Linked DNA regions of Oryzias latipes: region 1 is linked to region 2. Evidence: chromatin contacts called from public Hi-C data. All regions are on one chromosome and are shown on one strand. The core of a region is the stretch at or near the end of the contact, and the rest is flanking DNA. Distances in the headings are between cores, read along the strand shown.

Region 1 (5,379 bases), core at 949-3,448, 65 kb before region 2:
ATACCGCGGCCGCGTGTGGCAGGAGCTACTGGTTCTGGTCTGATCGCTGCATGGAGCGATGTGTTTATCAATGCATGGTAGACACTGAGAATGTGGAGAGATCAGGTTTATTGTTTTGAAGAGTTCTACTTGGTAATCATGTTTCCATGTTTGAGTTCATAAAATCATCCCAGAGAAAATCTCTGCTTCAACTCCCGCAGGGAAAGCTGCGTCTCAATCTGACGCCCGTGTTTTCATCTCTCTGACAGAGTTTGAAGCCAAAGCCCCTCCTCCGCCTCTCTACCTGCTTTTCCTCTCTACCTGTTCACCTGTTCACATCCTCTGCAGCTGAGATTTGTTTCCCCCGCGCTCCACAGTGTGTCCTACACAGAGAGCGCAAAATACGGTAGTCGGGGCGCTCCAGCGCAGCACACGGATGAAAGAGCCAGACGCAGGTAATAGCGGGGATAGAGCGGGTTAAGCAAATTAATGAAAGAAGGCGCTCCGCTGAAGAAATATTCAATATTGTACACATTTTATTATTAGTCTGAACTTTCTTTTTTTTAGAAAAATCTTTTATTTTATCAGTCCAGTACGGAAAAAAACCATCAACAAAAGCTGTGCTGGGCGGTTTTTGGCTGGGTCTGGCGGTTTTCAGATGACTTTTGGGCTGGAAAACTGTGACTCTATCTGGCAACGCTGGCGCGAACTCTCAGTCTGTCATCAGCGAGTTGGTCTCTGCCCCGCGGTACGTCAAGTTCCCGGCAGAAGATCGGAGTGTTTATTGAAGCCGCCCCGCGTGTCTCCTCCTGCTATCAGCTCTGCAGGTATCGCCCGAAAAATACGAGCTCATTACGAAGCTGTTTTTTACGTGGCACTCGCTCCGTACGGAGCCATCAGCGCCTTTGAAATGCCATGAAAAATGAAAAAACTAAAATAAAATTTAATTATTATAAAATACTCATTATTTTCCAAAGTCACAGGGAGCCACAACAGATGGATGAAAGAGCCACATGTGGCTCCGGAGCCATGGGTTGCCGACCCCTGCCCTAAACTTAGGGGATGTGGGAAGTTCAAGATCAAACTGATTAGAACCACAAAGAAAAATTTCTGTGTGTCGGTGTGTGGCACTAAACTTTGGAACGGGTTAAGTAATGAACTCAAAATAAGTTCAAATATTAAAATATTCAAGAAAAGGTATAAATTTGCTTCTTCCCACGGCTTTTCAAGCAATCAATCAAGCTCTACTTGACTTTAGTTAATGATTACTGTATTTAAGAGACTTTTTTGTTTTGTTTTATTTTCTGTCTTTTTAAACTATGCATTTCAACATTTCTGTAATGAGTTTGATAAATATGTGTAATTTCTTTATTCCTTTGACTACAATGCCTGAAATAAATCAATAAATGGAAATCAAATTAAAAAAAAGAACAGCATCATAATTAACAGACCACTGGGAACACTTACAATAGATTACAATATAAAAGATTTTTGGCATGGGAATTTATCCTTTTATTATTGGGACTGAGTCACCCTGCTCTCCCAAACCTGAACCCTTCCTCACTTCTGAGTTGACTAAAGTAAAAAAAAGTGAAAATGGTGGCATACAAATAAAAGATGTGGACGTTTCCTTGCTCCCTCAATTATTTTTGTCCGGATTTTGGAAGATGAAATTGCCGTCTGTGAAAGAAGCAAAGATCTTTTAATGCCTTTTAAATATCAAAATGCAAGTGGATCAGTTGATCATAAAGTGTTTAGTGTTCTCAGGAGTCCAGACTCAGGAGTCATGCATGAAATCAATTCAGTTTCATTGTTTCTCCATCTCTAAATCAGATTTTATGAGCCATTTCAAAGTTATAATTAGTGAAAATCAAACATGGCCTATGTAACTTGGCGCAAATTCATTTAGTTTTATGTTTTTTTTTTTGTTAACGATGATACGCCTTTTGAGCATTCTTATGCTTAATGAAACAACTACAATAATAACATTAAAGTCCAATCTCTTCTTGGAAAATCTTCCTTCTCCTCATCCACGTCTTCTCTGTTAGTTGCTCCTGTGAGAGTGGAATCTTTATTGGCACTAAACTTCCTGTTCCAATTAAAACAGCATAAAGGTAATGGAGGGCAGCAGAACAACAGAAGCAGCCTACAGTAGGGTGCAGGCATTGTTGTGCTAACAGAGGAAAGAGGACAGAATTACATGGCCTTTTATTAGTGAGAAAAAGTGGAACTCCCACTGCGTTCATCACCCTAAAGCCCAACAAACACATCCCTCCCCCAGCTGCACTATCTCCCCTGGTGCTGGGAGTCTGGGGGTAAAAGTGGAGCTGAATACATCAAGGTATGTGGGAAATCTGAGCGCCGCCAACACCCAACAAATTCTAACAATAAGAGCCCTGGACTCAGCACATGCAAACAGCAGCCCTGGCCTTGTAACTCTGCATGTTATCACATTCAGATCCAACCTTTCACAGGTTTTCCTTTGCTGAGCAAACAAAGTCTAGATAACCCAAGAATGTACCTGAGGATTAAACCCAGACAGATGGTATTAATGTTAGTTGGGTGGTAAGTACACTTTTGGGAGTTTGAATCCTTTCTCCAGCTGCCCCTTGCATGCTGGTTTTCAACTAAATGAACATTTTGAAAAGAAGAAAACATCTTATTCAGTTTGCAAGTGTGCAAGTTAAGCCTTCAGAATTAATGTTTTTTTTCTTGGGTTCTTATCTTTACAGCTTTGTTATTTTCAGTGTAAATAAAATAAAAATGTATGATCAAAGACTGTGCAGGACACATGCCCTCAATACTTTCTTGTCAACTGGAGGTTACTAAGGGTGTATTCAGACTGGACACATTTGGTCCACTAAAAGTTAACCAGGGTTTTTTTTCTCCCAATTATCCCGAACAAATTTTCAGTCGGAATTCAACCAAGCAGATCGTTCCTGGTCCTGGTCCTGGACCAGGAACCATTCTCTGACCCATCTATGGAGGTGGATGTCATCCTAAAAGCTACCTCGTAGTTCCTTAACAGAATTCTCTTTAAACAATGAGACACAGCAACTCGTTGAAATGTGGTTGGATGAACGCAGGCTCATAAAAACAACTTCAAATGTGATACACATTGCTTCTCATTGTTTTCCCGACAGTCTATATGTTATAAACACTTAGCAGAGTACCTTTATTTGCTGGCTTCTTGTCACTAACTGCGCTGCAGTATGCCTCCAGTGGAAAAAGTGTGGTACCTGCCGTTGATACAGGCATTAAAAATTGGTCCGCGAAATATAAAGTTGGAATAAAAGAACTATCCTGAGAAGGATTGCAAAGCAAAAGGACTTCTATAATTTCTGCCTCTAGTTGCTGTGCCCCTCCCTCGTAATTACTGGCCAATGACCGAAGGGATCTTTAGTCACATGGTTTTGTTTACGAGCTTTAGTTCAAAACAGAGAAGTCCGTTTGACATCTGAATAAAAACCAAATACAAGGTCCAGGATCCAATCTGGACCAATCTAAGCTGACTCAGTCTGTACTGTATTTTCCAGTCAAATACACCCAAAGACATTCACCATGGTACAGATACCGGGAAATTAGGTTTCTATCCTTTTGAAAATGTCGATTCTTTTGTCCAAGCGAGGTCTCAGGTCTCCACATGTGGGCCTTAAATTGCTGCTCAAGTCAAGGTCTTCCTTTCCATTTGAGACTAGCTGCTGACCCTTGTCTGGTTTCTCAGAAGAGGTTTATGGAGTCATTCCATCTTAAAATGATGAGAATCATACATTTCAAGGATGTCTTGGGCAAAATATTAAAAAAAAAATTCACATGACGAAAATTTCAGGGCTACCATCCACGTGTGCAAACTGATGTGTGTAAACACAGATTTCCTTCTTAAACTGGGGGGTATTCCAAAAAGCAGGTTATGTGAGTTACCACGGTAAGTTTGAGGCTAAGGAAGCGGATAACCTCAGCTTTTGGTATGCTTAGTTCCTAAAGCAACTCATTCTCTGAACATAACCTGGTCTGGAGCAGGTTTAGTTTAAGGTTAGTTGATTTCAGAGAGGTGAAGCAGCATAGCGTGTCCATTTGAAGATGATTTAGTGAATGAAGAAGCTCAGATAATACTTTTTCCACCGTGAGAGGGTGATAAGACCACATATGGATTTTGGAAAAATAAACTTTTTTACTTTGATCTAACTTAATTATTTGCTTCAGTTAAGATAAATCATTTTTTTAGTTAAGTCAACTTTAAAATAACATGCAGTTATCAAAAAGTTATTTTAATTTCATTCCAATCAATTCAATTAAGTAGGTGTAACTTTGGTGCACCTGTTAGATTGGCACCACGAGGAATTGTGGGATACCATTCCCTTTGCCTGTCTGGACGTATTATGGCACAAGAGGAGGTTTTTGTCTAAATGTGCTTAGTTGTAGCCTTTTTACTGTGTTTTGCCGAGTTATTTTATCCTGCTGTGTTTTGCCGAGTTATTTTATCCTGTTATGTTTAATTGTTTCTGCACCATGAGTGAGAGGGAGGGAGAGTATGATGAATTTATTTAGCACCCCTAGTGCAATGATGTGGTATAAGAATTGAATTTAGAGTCAGTCATGAAAGTTAGTAGTATGGGATATAATTTAAATCCACATTGCAATATTTATTTCAATTTTAGACAAATGAGAAAATCTGCAGCATGTAACTTAAACATATTAGAGTTCAAGAAGTACAATAAATTTATACGATAAAACATTTAATTGAATTGGAGTAATATGACATTTAGATAGATAAATATGTAAATTTGAGTTGCATAAACATCTCTTGGGTTGGATAGACATAAGAAATTAGGTTAAATAAATTTAACTCAAATACTTGTTACCAGTTGAATTAATTCATTTAAGTTTTATGAGTTGTAATAATATTTCTTAAAATCCTGTACAAGTGGCAAACATTCTTTCCTTTCAGACGTGGATATTTATAAAATTCCCAGTAAACCAACAACATGAAACAAACCTGCCTACTTATTCCTCAGAGACTATTAAGCACAGCAGGATCCAGCTGGTTCCTCCAGGCAGGTACACATAAGCCCAGTGTTTGCACACCTGGAGAGCCTGCAGGTTCAGCGCTAAAGCATGCGGAAACACGCTGGGATGCTGCTGAAAGCTCAGCGCTTGCACTCTTGCCTGAGCTGCTTCACACTTGTGACCAAAACCCTGCAAGGATGTGTTGAGACGTGTTAAACACAAACAAGCTTTTGGTTTTCCTTCAGACTAACACCATCATGAAGAACTATTTGGTTATGCCTTTGATTGCTGGAGTATAACTGGAATGCAGATAATTTGAGTTTATTTCCTCCCAAAAATATAGAAAATAAAATCTGAATCAGATTTATGTGGCTAAGTAAGTATGAATTTTGC
Region 2 (5,064 bases), core at 336-2,835:
AAGAGCCAGTCACTTGAATAGTGGGTTTAGAATCTTTTAATATTCAAAAAATACTTCAGTTTTGGCTTGGTACACAAACAACCTGGATCTGCTCCTTTAATTAATACAATGTTGTTTCTGCTGTCTGTAAGCAACTGAAAAGTGCAAAGTAGTGGACGTGGTCCCCTGTCCACCATGCAGAGGGAAGGCTACTTCATTGCTCCAAAAAGTCTGAATGACACCCAGCTCATACTACACGTGTCTGTTTGGAGAGCAGGGGGCTGGGGGCCCAAGCTACGTGCAAAATCAAACTTGTGATTCCACAAAGACCTCCTGTGGATGCAAACCAAAACTAACAGTCTTGAAAAGAAGAGCAAAGTGAGCCGCAGCTTCTTCAGGATCCAGATAAAGCGGGCCAGCCCGTTTATCAGCCTCAGTGGCTCTGAAGGCTTCTCCAATGTGTTAATATTTTTTTTGGTGTTTTCTTCAGTCCTGCAGCCCCTCCTGCAGCAGGGCTTCACAGCTTCAGGAGCTTCAATCCAGAGGATGGAAGAGGAAGATCACTGCAAAGTAAACCCGTTTGAGAAAGGCCGCTTCAGTCCAGCTCAGCGCCTGCTACCGCTTCTTCTTCTGCTTCAGGGACTTCCTCCTCTTCACGATCATCTCGTACAGCTTGTCCATGCCCTCGTGGAGCCCCTCTCCGATGATGGCGCAGGCGGGCTGGACGTGGTAGGTGGTGGAGGGCGTCAGCTCGTGCAGGGCCAGCTGCTTCTCGATGTCCGCCACCGGCAGAGACTTGGGCAGGTCCTGCTTGTTGGCGATGACCAGCAGCGGCGTGCCCTGGTTCTCCGCGAACTTGGTGACCTTATGCAGCTCCGTCTTGGCCTCCTCCAGCCTGTCCACGTCCACCGAGTCCACCACGTAGATTATCCCGTCCGTGCAGCGGCTGTAGGACTTCCACAGCGGCCTCAGCTTCTCCTGGCCGCCAACATCCCAGAAGTGACAGCTGATGCCTTTGGCGGTGCCGTTGCTCAGCTTGATCTTCTCGGTGTTGAAGCCGATCGTGGGTACCGTGTTGACAAACTCGTTGAATTTGAGTCTGTAGAGAACCGTGGTTTTCCCGGCGGAGTCCAAACCCAGCATGACGATGTGAAGCGACTGGAAGGCAGAGATGTTGGAGAAACTGTTGCCCATTTTGGCAGGGAGAAAAAAAACAGCCTCACGATTGTTTCATTAATTCCAGGCTCGGATGCGTAAAAATCCCCCAGGAGCCGCGCGCGGACCCCGGCGCGCTCCGGATGATTGATCGGCTCTGCTGTGACCGTCAGCGGCGCGCCTCGCCAGGACGCAGCGTGCCGTTCATTAGTATTCCCCTCACGCACTCGCGTCCATTTGGCGACAGGGGAGCTCCGCAGCTCCCGGAACACAGAATGGTTGTCTGTCTGTGGAAGCAGCGCAGAATCCCTGCACTAACGCCGCTGTGCTGCGTCACCTTCCCGCAGGCGGACATCCATCCCGTCCTTCTGCGGCTCCGTCCTGCAGCCTCCGTCTCACCTGCTGCTGTCTGTGTCTGCAGCCGCTGTGCTCTGCCGATGACAAACACGTCTGCAGACCAGGAACCGCTGCTGAGCCCCGCCCCTTTCTCAACTGAGCCAATGAGGCCGCACCGATCCGGTTCCCATAGTAACGCGGAAATAGAAACGTCAAAATCTATGATAGTTAAAAGTACAGTTAATATTTGGTTTTATTTTCGTAACTTACTGATAAAAAGGCTCAATAGTTAAATTTGGTACTTTGTTCAAACAAGGAAGATTCAGGGACATTAACCTGGACAACAGCGACACCCTGTGGTGTAAAATAGTTCTGAAGACTGAGGAGGAGCTGGAAACTTTTTTTGTTTAAATCTACTATTTTACATTGACTTGTTCTCCCTACCATGACAAAGGTGGATAAAGGTGGAAAGATTTCATGTAATCCATGGACACCAGTGAAGATCACAAATCATTGAAGAAAAAAGGTTCAGCACACTGTCTAGTGGGTCTAGATGACCCAACTCCCAATGTCAAAGTGCCTAGGATAGCAAAAGGGCTAAATAAGGTATATGCACGGTGGCACAGTGGTTAGCGCTCTTGCCTCACAGCAAGATGGCAGGGTGTCCCCTGCCCGCAAGTGGCCTTGATAGGCTCCAGCAGCCTCGTGACCCCAAAAGGGATTAAATGGATCAGAAGATTAATGAGAAAAAAATAATAAATGAAAAGGAATATTCACAATAATACTGCCCTTACAGCGAACACATTTTGCATGGATGGACAAGGAACCGGTTCCATTGTTAGGACATAGTGTTGGATTTGGATTTGGAAATTGTTTATTTCAAACAATAAAACCAAAAATAAAAGTAAAGTAAACAAACAGCAGAAATATACGTCCATATATCAAACTTAAGAAAATTAGTCTTAACTTTGATTGAAAAATACATATACATACCCATACATTTACACTTGTAAAAAATATCAATTGTTACTCTTAATCATTAATAGCTTGTGCTATCTTAGATGACCCCACCCTTACTTTGACGTGTTATACCTATCATGACAAAGGTGGATAAAGGTGGAAAGATTTCATGTAATCCATGGACACCAGTGAAGATCACAAATCATTGAAGAAAAAATGTTCAGCGCACTGTCTAGTGGGTCTAGATGACCCAACTCCCGATGTTAAAGTGCCTAGGATAGCACAAGGGTTACCTCTAAGGTAAACACACAGTTGAATGACCTGCGGTGTAATTTAAGTGGCCAGCGTGGCTAAAATCTTCCAAAGTTATGCAAATTTGAACTTTGGCAAATATTGACATTGTGTCAACCTATCAAATGCTCAGCTTCAGTAGTGATGAGTTGTTGTGATCAGTGGGTGGAGTCCAACATGGGAGAGAAGCTCATTGTTGCTGTGTTTGCTCACCACAAGCTTTATGATGTTTGTTCATTTTAGTCTGGAAACAAGAATAAAAAGGACTTTGCTTGGAAACTAATAATAGAGGATATCCAACAGTCTGGTCAGTGGTAAAACCTTTCACCTGATTTTAGCTGTTTGTACAGTTCTATCCAAACATAAGGAAGCCTGCAAAAGCTAACTTGCCGCTGGCGTTTATTCAAAGAATACGTGTATAAAAAGGTGGCCTGAGGGACATTTGTTTTAAGAGGAAAAAGGAGACAGAGAGGAGAAGTGGGTCGGCAAGGTCAGCCGAGAGGGGGACGTATTCTGCTGTCTTCTCCTCCTTTGACCTCTTCGTCTTCCCACTTGGAGATGAGCGGGTAATGGATCCCAGGTTCAAGGAGGAGAAGACCGCAGGACATGAACTCAAAGAGATAGCCGAAGCAGCAGCAGAGCTATCGGAGGCATGTTGGTGTGTTGACAAGTGTACCAACATATAGAAAAACTATACAGTGTGCTGCTTTTTTCCAAACAGGTAAAACAACAAAACTCTTTTTGACCAAGACAATATACAGATTTATTAAATATGCATTAAAAAACACAACATCAACGGGGGACCTTTCTGTGTGGCGTTTGCATGTTCTCCCCGTGCATGCGTGGGTTTTCTCCGGGATCTCCGGCTTCCTCCGACCGTCCAAAAACATGCTACATAGGTTGATTGGCATCTCTAAAATTGTCCATAGGTGTGAGTGTGAGAGTGAATGGATGTGTGATTGAGGATATTCCACCCTGCGACAGACTGGCGACCAGTCCAGGGCATCCCTTGCCTACGCCCAAGTGGCCGGGATAGGCTCCCCCGTGACCCCGAAAGGGAAGAAACGGTTAAGAAGATGAATGAATAAATATGCATTGGTGTCATGGCAGAGTCAACTGACCCTGATCCCCTGCAGAAGAACCTACTGTTATGTAGAATGCGCTTAATGCAGGTTCTTGAATGAGCTTTTAGCAACTGGTTGTTTTTTTTAATTAAATGACGCAGTACTGTGCCAGGAATGAAACAGACTTTGATTCCCTAGTCCCTCAGTCTTCCACTGTGATTCTTCCAAGCGCAGTCCTTTTTATTCTCAACTCATACAGTTAGTTCAGATTCTATGCAAACTGTTTATTTTTTATTTTTCTATTCAAGAAATCCTAAATGTTCAACAGTCATAAGTTTTGTGAAAACTTTTCAGTCAACAGTAAATTATTGTATTTCTTGCAGAAAATATTTCCAAGATGGAGTGTGCCACCTGACTAAAAGTAGAGTTTGCCAGAGTTTTTTTCCCTCTTGAAGTGTGTGCTCGGACATGTTATTTTCAACTTGTCCTGTCTAACAGCTGGGCAAAACAGTTAAGAGCTGAAGACCTCTTGTGTTGGACAGATTTTACTGTTACAATAGGTGGATATGAATCTTCTCAGACACGAGGTATATATTTGTATAAACCCCTTTTGTATTTTAGGCTAAACTTTATTTATATTATATTTGTATACATTTCTTTTTGGACTGAAAAAAAGCGATCTTGTGGGACATTAGAGCCAGGGAGCAAGGGTACACAAAAGGAAAAAAAGGGGTTGAAGAAGTTGGAGGATGATTAAAAAAATAGGAGGGGGTAGAACCACAAAAATAAGTGACAAGTTGCTAGACGTTCATCCTTATTCATCATTAATCCATCACACACATGCATATCAAAATGCACATAATACAGGCATAGAGCAGGTCTCACATACGTACATATGCAAAATAATAATATGCTGAAACAAATGTTCAATTTGTGAAAAGGTGACCTGTGCTCACGTGAGTGTCTGTGTTCTACTGTGGTGAATGATGGAATATAAAAAGAGGGAGAGTGCCCGATCACCTCCACATTATGACCCCCGCCGAAGCAGGAGTGTTGGCCAGGGCCCCCCAGACACCTGCGCAGGATAGCAGATCAAAATGATCCACCTGCTGGGCAACTCAACGTCAGCCAGCCAGACCAGAGCCACAGGGGGCCCCCGCACCAGAGAGCAGGGGGGCAGAGAGTGCAAGCTCCAGCCCAGCCACAGAACAAACCTCCTGACGCACCAGGGGTCTAGCTCAAGGCCCTACCTGCCAGAGAGCCCCCCAGCCCCAGACAA

Evidence for each region. A called contact is a pair of places that touch in the nucleus more often than the background predicts.
Region 1: a Hi-C map of embryo shows a contact between it and region 2, with 2.6 times the contacts expected there. The contact joins the enhancer-like site here to the promoter of arl4c in region 2. A contact is called at or near these places in 4 of 5 Hi-C or Micro-C datasets (embryo, fibroblasts and gastrula embryo).

What each region holds. Positions count from the first base shown.
Region 1 is chr21:12,883,845-12,889,223 of ASM223467v1, reverse strand. All of the region lies in intron 3 of LOC110017416 (gastrula zinc finger protein XlCGF57.1-like), which reads right to left. Among protein-coding and RNA genes, the nearest start is that of LOC110017415, 22 kb to the left of the region's middle. Within about 2 kb of position 2,198, at least 2 of the 8 cell types and tissues checked have an H3K27ac peak or open chromatin away from gene starts, as enhancers often do. A contact at or near this core is called in embryo and gastrula embryo, where this site is marked.
Region 2 is chr21:12,818,444-12,823,507 of ASM223467v1, reverse strand. arl4c (ADP-ribosylation factor-like protein 4C) reads right to left here and starts at 1,585. Exons shown (of 1, transcript XM_004081610.4): 1 at 19-1,585. The coding sequence starts at 1,173. The coding sequence ends at 595. All of the region lies in intron 3 of LOC110017416 (gastrula zinc finger protein XlCGF57.1-like), which reads right to left.